Linked DNA regions of Danio rerio: region 1 is linked to region 2. The links are chromatin contacts, called in public Hi-C maps. All regions are on one chromosome and are shown on one strand. The core of a region is the stretch at or near the end of the contact, and the rest is flanking DNA. Distances in the headings are between cores, read along the strand shown.

Region 1 (3,465 bases), core at 829-3,328, 90 kb after region 2:
ACAGCAGTGTACATTCAGCTAAACACCTTTTTTTCCCCGTCTGGAACTCTTTCGTTTTCAAGTTAACTTAAGTTGTACACAGTCTAAATTATAAATGGAGAAAACCAATATAGCAGTCATCAAACGTTGCTTTGTTTTGCTTGGAAAGTAATATAACTAACCAAAACCAAAGTTTATAGGATTGTGTTCTCTAGAAACATTTAAGGTGGTAGACTAGACTAGTACAAATTTGACCTGTTTTTAACACTCCTCAATGCCCACAATGTCCAAAATGGCTACTTTGATGCTCTTGTAGACAGCAGTTTTGAATGTATGATAAGTGCAGCACTGCGTTGTTTACAGCGGTAACCCAGGAAACACTATATCATTGTTATTCATAAGTGCCACTTGCTGGCAAAGAGAAAATTTGCATCTCTTTAATGTTAAATGCCAATAGTTTACAAAGACATGCAACTTGTATGTTATTGCTAAATTGTATGTTATTGCTACTGTATAATGGCTTTACAAACCATTATACAGTCTGATCTAGATTAAAAACTGCTCGTGGCATGTCATTCATTCATTCATTTATTCATTTTCTTTTCGGCTTAGTCCCTTTATTAATCTGGGGTCGCCACAGCGGAATGAACCACCAACTTATCCAGCATATGTTTTACACAGCGGATGCCCTTGCAGCTGCAACCCATCTCTGGGAAACATCCATACACACTCATAGACTACGGACAATTTAGCCTATTAACAGTTCCAGAAAGCAGGTAAGACAAAAACAGAATCCAAAAAATAAAATTAACAAATTAATACAGAGTGAGAATGTGGTAAAATCTGTAAACATGTTAAAAACCAGGGGAGGGCTTTTCTTTTTCTGGATTGCTTTTATAAATTGTTGGTTGGATTTAGGAAAGTGGGTAGACAGGTCAATCAATACAATTGGTTGGGTTTAGGGAAGGAGGAGGGTGGGTCAGCCGATCTGTCAGTCAGTCATTCAGCCTGTCAAACAGTCAGTCGACAGCGGCCTCTTGTGGGTTTATGTGAGAACAGCAGGTGTAAAAAAAAAAAAAAAAAGTAACTCCTCGGACGTATCCAGAAATGTACATAGAGGTACTTTTTCCGAATGAGCCTGGGTTGGTTATATTTCTGTTTCAGAAAGAAACATGCTGCAATAATCTAATAAAAGGACACTTTTCATTTACTACATAAGTGTTTTAGTTACATTCCTATACTTATTGGGCCTATACTAATTAATTCCATTACATCACTGGGCAACAATAAAAATAAAAATAATAAAAATAATGTATTTGTAGACCCTGTCAACATTTATCATTTGACCATTCTAAATTTTATTTGCACATTATTCACATAACATAAGTGCTAGTCATTGTTTTAATCTGCTTTCATCAAATGCAAAACACATTTCCATGAGTGGTAAATATCCCAGAAACTAAGACATTCATTTTCACAGCACAAACTGCATCAATGTGTAATTCAGTTTACTGATTCAGAGTGGAAGTAAAACATCAGAATACTTCCAAAATGTTAACTTGTGGAGATTTTTTGAGCAGCACACTGTATCTGTGTATGTCCGAGTCCATGCACACTTTGATCAGTGCAGTAATAATGCAATGAGGTGTTTTACAAGTGCAATCAAAATCAGCATATGCCACATAACTTAATTGTGGCTAATATGATTATGAATGCTTAATAACATTCGTTTAACCAAAGTACTGTCCTTACATGAAGTTACATATAATCATAATATTGACAAAATTATTTTATAAGTGCATTATAAAGTAAGAGTGCATGTAAAAACACTCAATGTGACAGGGACTTTAGTATCATGACACGTCAAGAACTTTGATGTTACATCTCATTCAATCACTGTGCCATAAATGTCTGGCATTATATGGGTGAAGACAGAAGATGAGCCCTCAGTTTTCCAATAAGTGATGAAACGAGTGACGTAACAGACAATGAAACACGTTACATGTCACATTGAGGTCCAATGTTCAACTGCTGGAGCAAGCTTGGTTTTCCCAGTCCTCCCTCTCTCTCTTTGTCTGTCTCTCTGTGTCTTTGGCTGAGTCACTCTGGCCACTGCTGCTTAGGAACGAGCGGATTCTTAACGGTGTCTCCATGGCGACCCTGTGGGGAAGGTCACAGTCTGCGGGGTTGGGAATGTTTGAAGGTCTGTTGGAAACACACGCCAGCAAAGAGTGGCTGATCTTTGGCCTGTCTGCTTGTTTTAGGACTCTGCTCTTTAACTCATTGGCTGTCTGTTTACACAAATGTTCCTTACAGTAATTGTTTTCTATCAGTTACCTGAATTTTGGAGCTTGTTACTCTGTCGTACTTGTGAAATGACAGATTCGATTGCGACCTAGTCAGAAAAGTCAACAGAAATCTAATTTTATTGTCTTGTGAAATAAGACAATCTTGTGAACTCCCTATCAAATGTAGGTTACAGTCTGAGAAAGAGACTCTAAGCCCTGTGAATTTAAAATATCTATCTATCTATCTATCTATCTATCTATCTATCTATCTATCTATCTATCTATCTATCTATCTATCTATCTATCTATCTATCTATCTATCTATCTATCTATCTGTCTATCTGTCTATTTTATTTATTCATTCATTCATTTTCTTGTTGGTTTAGTCCCTTTATTAATTCGGGGTTGCCACAGCAGAATGAACCGCCATCTTATCTAGCAGGTTTTTACGCAGCGGATGCCCTTCCAGCCGCAACCCATCTCTGGGAAACACACACACACACACACACACACACAACACACACAACACACTATGGACAATTTAGCCAACCCAATTCACCTGTACCGCATGTCTTTGGACTGGGGGAAACCGGAGCACCCGGAGGAAACCCACGCGTATGCAGGGAGAACATGCAAACTCCTCACAGAAATGCCATTTGAGCCTAGGTTCGAACCAGCGACCCAAGACCTTCTTGCTGTGAGGCGACAGCACTACCTACTGCGCCTCTACGTCGCCCTATTTTATTTATGTCCAGCAAGTTTTTTTTTTTTTAGTTTTTTATTTATTACGTTTCATTTATTTACGATTGCTTTAAAATGTATAGCTGCTTAACTTGGCACTTTTATTGGTTTAAAGATTATTTCTTATTGTGAATATTGATTAGAAATATTTGACTGCATGTCACTGCACAGCAAACGACTGAAACAATATAACTAGAGAAATCTTCACTGTGCTGCTGAGTGAGAGAGCGCTTCTCACTGAACAGCGCAGCAGCGATGACGTAAGCATGCCGAGGCCCATGGGCCGTCGGGGTAGACGGGAGGGGGGACAAGCGTGCTTTGGCCCGGTTCGAGGCAACTGTACCTACGGCCTCAAATTTGGTACGGTATGGTTCGCTGCTAAGTACCCTTTGATAGTGAAAACGGCCAAAAGAGCGTACCGAACCGAACCGTACTATACCGTACCGAACCGAACCGT
Region 2 (3,589 bases), core at 605-3,104:
TGTGATTACACGTCGGCATCCATCAGCCTGTCATTGAGCAGAGTAAAGAGGGTTGACCATGTCAGTCCACTAGATGGTGACAGAGACAGCATGATATTTCCTACAATTTTTCGGGCAACGCGGTGGTGCAGTAGATAATGCTGTCGCCTCACAGCAAGAAGGTCGCTGGTTCGAGCCTTAGCTGGGTCAGTTGGTGATTCTGTGTGGGGTTTGCATGTTCTCTCCGCTTTTGAGTGGGTTTTCTTCTGAGTGCTCCAGTTTCCCTCAAAGTCCAAAGACATGGTGAATTGGGTAGGATAAATTGTCCGTAGTTTATGAATGTGTATGGAAGATTCCCAGAGATGGGTTGCAGCTGGAAGGGCATCCGCTGCGTGAAACATATGCTGGATAATTTAGTGCTTCATTCTGCTGAGGCAACCCCAGATTAATAAAGGGACTAAGCCGAAAAGAAAATGAATGTATGAATGAAACAATGTTTACACAGAGTGTCATGGACCTTTTTTGGCTTTTTATACTGGGAAATGTCTTTAGACTGATAGCATGTCTTACAATTTGAGCAAAGTCACCTGTTTTGTCATTACTTTAGACCTTATGCTAAAGAATCATTCAAACGCTAGCTCTGAAGTGACGTTGGTGAAGTAGCAATGGTTTCTGAAGTTCTGACGTTAGCTGCAGATGTAAATGAATGGCAGAAAGTAAGTAGTTCCTCATACAAATGAATTTTTAGAGTTCCATGTTTGATTTTCCTTTTTATATACATGATTATGCCATTTATCTGTTGTATAACAGCAATATCACACTCATAGAAGTGTGATATGGCTGTATATCATCACTGGTGGGGCACTAAGGCATTGCTGATATACAGCCATATCGCAAAATATTGCATAATCTGCCAATCGGGTAAGCAAAATAATCTCATCACAAAATAATCTTATCACAAATGCTTACCCCATTGGCAGATTATTTAGCTTGATTTGAGGAAAAACTCACTTCATTTTGGCATATTATTTCTTAAATCAAGACAATATGTTTTGCTTGTCTAGAAAATGCTTCTTGGTTTAAGAATTTGTATATATTTGGACTAGAAACAAGACAAAAAATCTAAGTAAGAAAAGCATTTTTTTACGAGTATACGAGTGTGATATTGCTCATTTGATGTATGTCAAATGAAAAGCATCCACAATTCTGGCTGTGTCTGGCAACTTAAAAAAATAAATAAATACTGGGAAAGGTTTAATACATCTATTAAAAAAAAAAAAAATATATATATATATATATATATATATATATATATATATATATATATATATATATATATATATATATATATATATATATATATATATATATATTTACACAATATAAATTTACACATTTAGTAATACTATGGTAAATTAATATTTTAATTAACATAGTCACAGTGCACACTTGTGTTATGGTGTTACCATATAGCATAAATATACCATGGTCCCACCAACATATCTTCTGAAGGCTTAGAAATGAGAGTGGTAATCAAAAAAATAAATAAATAAATTAAATAACTCAGTTATTTTATGTCACTTATTTTATTTTCTGTTCTTTTTGTAGAAATAGAAAATCTTTGGAGTAACAGCAATACCAGTATATTGTGTGTGTGTGTGTGTGTGTATTTGTGGACTTGTAATGGGAAAATGTGCTTCTACTGTGGAGGCGTATTTACAGTAGTGTTTATGTAGGGGTGTATATGTATATACTTGAGCCTCATGAGTAACGCAGCTGTATTCTCTGAGCACGCACACATTTGCATGGCTGAGTCAGCATGCTTGCTTGCATCATAAATTCCCCGCTCTGTCATTGGCCGCCGATATGACTCACAGCTTGGCTGCGTGGGAGGCACACAATACCTGCGGACTTCAACACACTTGAATGTGTGTGAGAGAGTGTGGAGTTACCTCTGGGGGTTTGTGCGCTGGTTCGCTTTCCCAGACAGTGAGTGGGTGATGGCCTTTGGGAAAAGATGGGAGCTGTACCTCAGAAGCAAAGGGTGCAGGGAATGAGTCACACTGGCACTTCAGGACTCCCCCACGATTCCTTAGTCGTCCATTACACTCCATTCAACACTCAGTTGGATTAACTGTGTTAATAGCATGGTCTTCTCACACTGTGTTATGCAATGATGAACTAATTTAAATTGTTTAATTTAGGATCAGGGATGACTCTATGGTTTTCATGGTTTTATTTCTTTATTGCAGTATTTCACTGTTACATGCACTGGTGTGACATTAAGGACTGAATAAAAAATACATATATATATATATATATATATATATATATATATATATATATATATATATATATATATATATATATATATATATATATATATATATATATATACAAGAGTGACACATTCCTTTAAGCCCCTATTATTGGTTTTTAAAAATGACCATCCATGTATTTTGTAACAGCACAAATTAAATGAAAACATCCAGGTTTATATCTGAAAAGCTATTGATTCTTTAACGAAATAGTCGACTCAGAGTTAAATAAATGAATCCTGTTGGCTTCAGATTTTTTACTTGATGCATCAACGTCGATATGGTACATCACAAAATATGAAGTGCCGGATCCGGTAAAATGTCAACGCACCTTTACCTTCAGACACTAGGAGAGCATGGTGGATCACAGGACTTATCATGACTAGAAGATGATGATCTCTGACAGATGGAGATTCGGCTGCGCAGAATAAAGTGTTAGACTTAATTTTCACAACAATACCACAGTGTAGCCAACCTAGTGCTATGTTTGTTCCTGTGAATTTTATGATTTTTGAAACAATAACCTATGTTCCAATGAGGGACTTATCGGCCATTTGCTATACAAGGAAGGGACAGCAGAAACTTTTATGTATGGGACTTTGTCAGACTTTGACAGGCTATTTCTCAGTAACTGTTACATGGACCAGTTTCTTCTTCCTCCTGATCATAACACAGGGTATATGCAGGAATCCTAAAGGAAATTTCAATACCTAAGACTTTTGAAAGACTATCTTAGAATATTTTAAGACTCATTGCCACTTCAAGTTCTAATCACTATCAAACCTGTAACTTAATTAACAGCTGCTAATAAACAAATGAATGCAGCACAACCGTGCAACAAAACTTAGATACGCTCAGAAGATTTAAACCTTAAAAGAATAAACTACTTGGTTGTTTTCAGTGACAGGATTCAGCCACTGTTACCATACCAGGAGTATGCAAACTTGCATTATCCCAATTTGCTGTCTGCTTTGCTCTATGGCAGGGCTATTCAATTAGTTTGTCTTAGGGGCCAGTTCTTGAAAAGCATTCCAAATGAGGGGCTGGAGAGATATGACTTGCAATATGAGTGATGACATGTAAGAGCCCATATGTTGTGTTTTTGCTCACAAGACACCCAAGTTGTACATTTCTACAATAAAATATATTGTATTTTGAAACTACATAACATCACTGCATTGTACAATGTGGCTTTTTTAATTTTTTTTACAAACATTCAAGTGTTGTATTTCAAAGCACAACAAAAGCAGTGCATTGCTTAAGTAGGCTTCTTCCACATTCAAACACATTCA

What was found. A called contact is a pair of places that touch in the nucleus more often than the background predicts.
Region 1: a Hi-C map of gastrula embryo shows a contact between it and region 2, with 3 times the contacts expected there. The contact joins two enhancer-like sites. A contact is called at or near these places in 3 of 18 Hi-C or Micro-C datasets (embryo, gastrula embryo and an unstated tissue).

The regions. Positions count from the first base shown.
Region 1 is chr19:17,053,088-17,056,552 of GRCz12tu, forward strand. No RefSeq gene overlaps it. Among named protein-coding and RNA genes, the nearest start is that of cited4a, 41 kb to the left of the region's middle. Within about 2 kb of position 2,079, at least 42 of the 62 cell types and tissues checked have an H3K27ac peak or open chromatin away from gene starts, as enhancers often do.
Region 2 is chr19:16,963,382-16,966,970 of GRCz12tu, forward strand. No RefSeq gene overlaps it. Among named protein-coding and RNA genes, the nearest start is that of cited4a, 49 kb to the right of the region's middle. Within about 2 kb of position 1,855, at least 49 of the 62 cell types and tissues checked have an H3K27ac peak or open chromatin away from gene starts, as enhancers often do.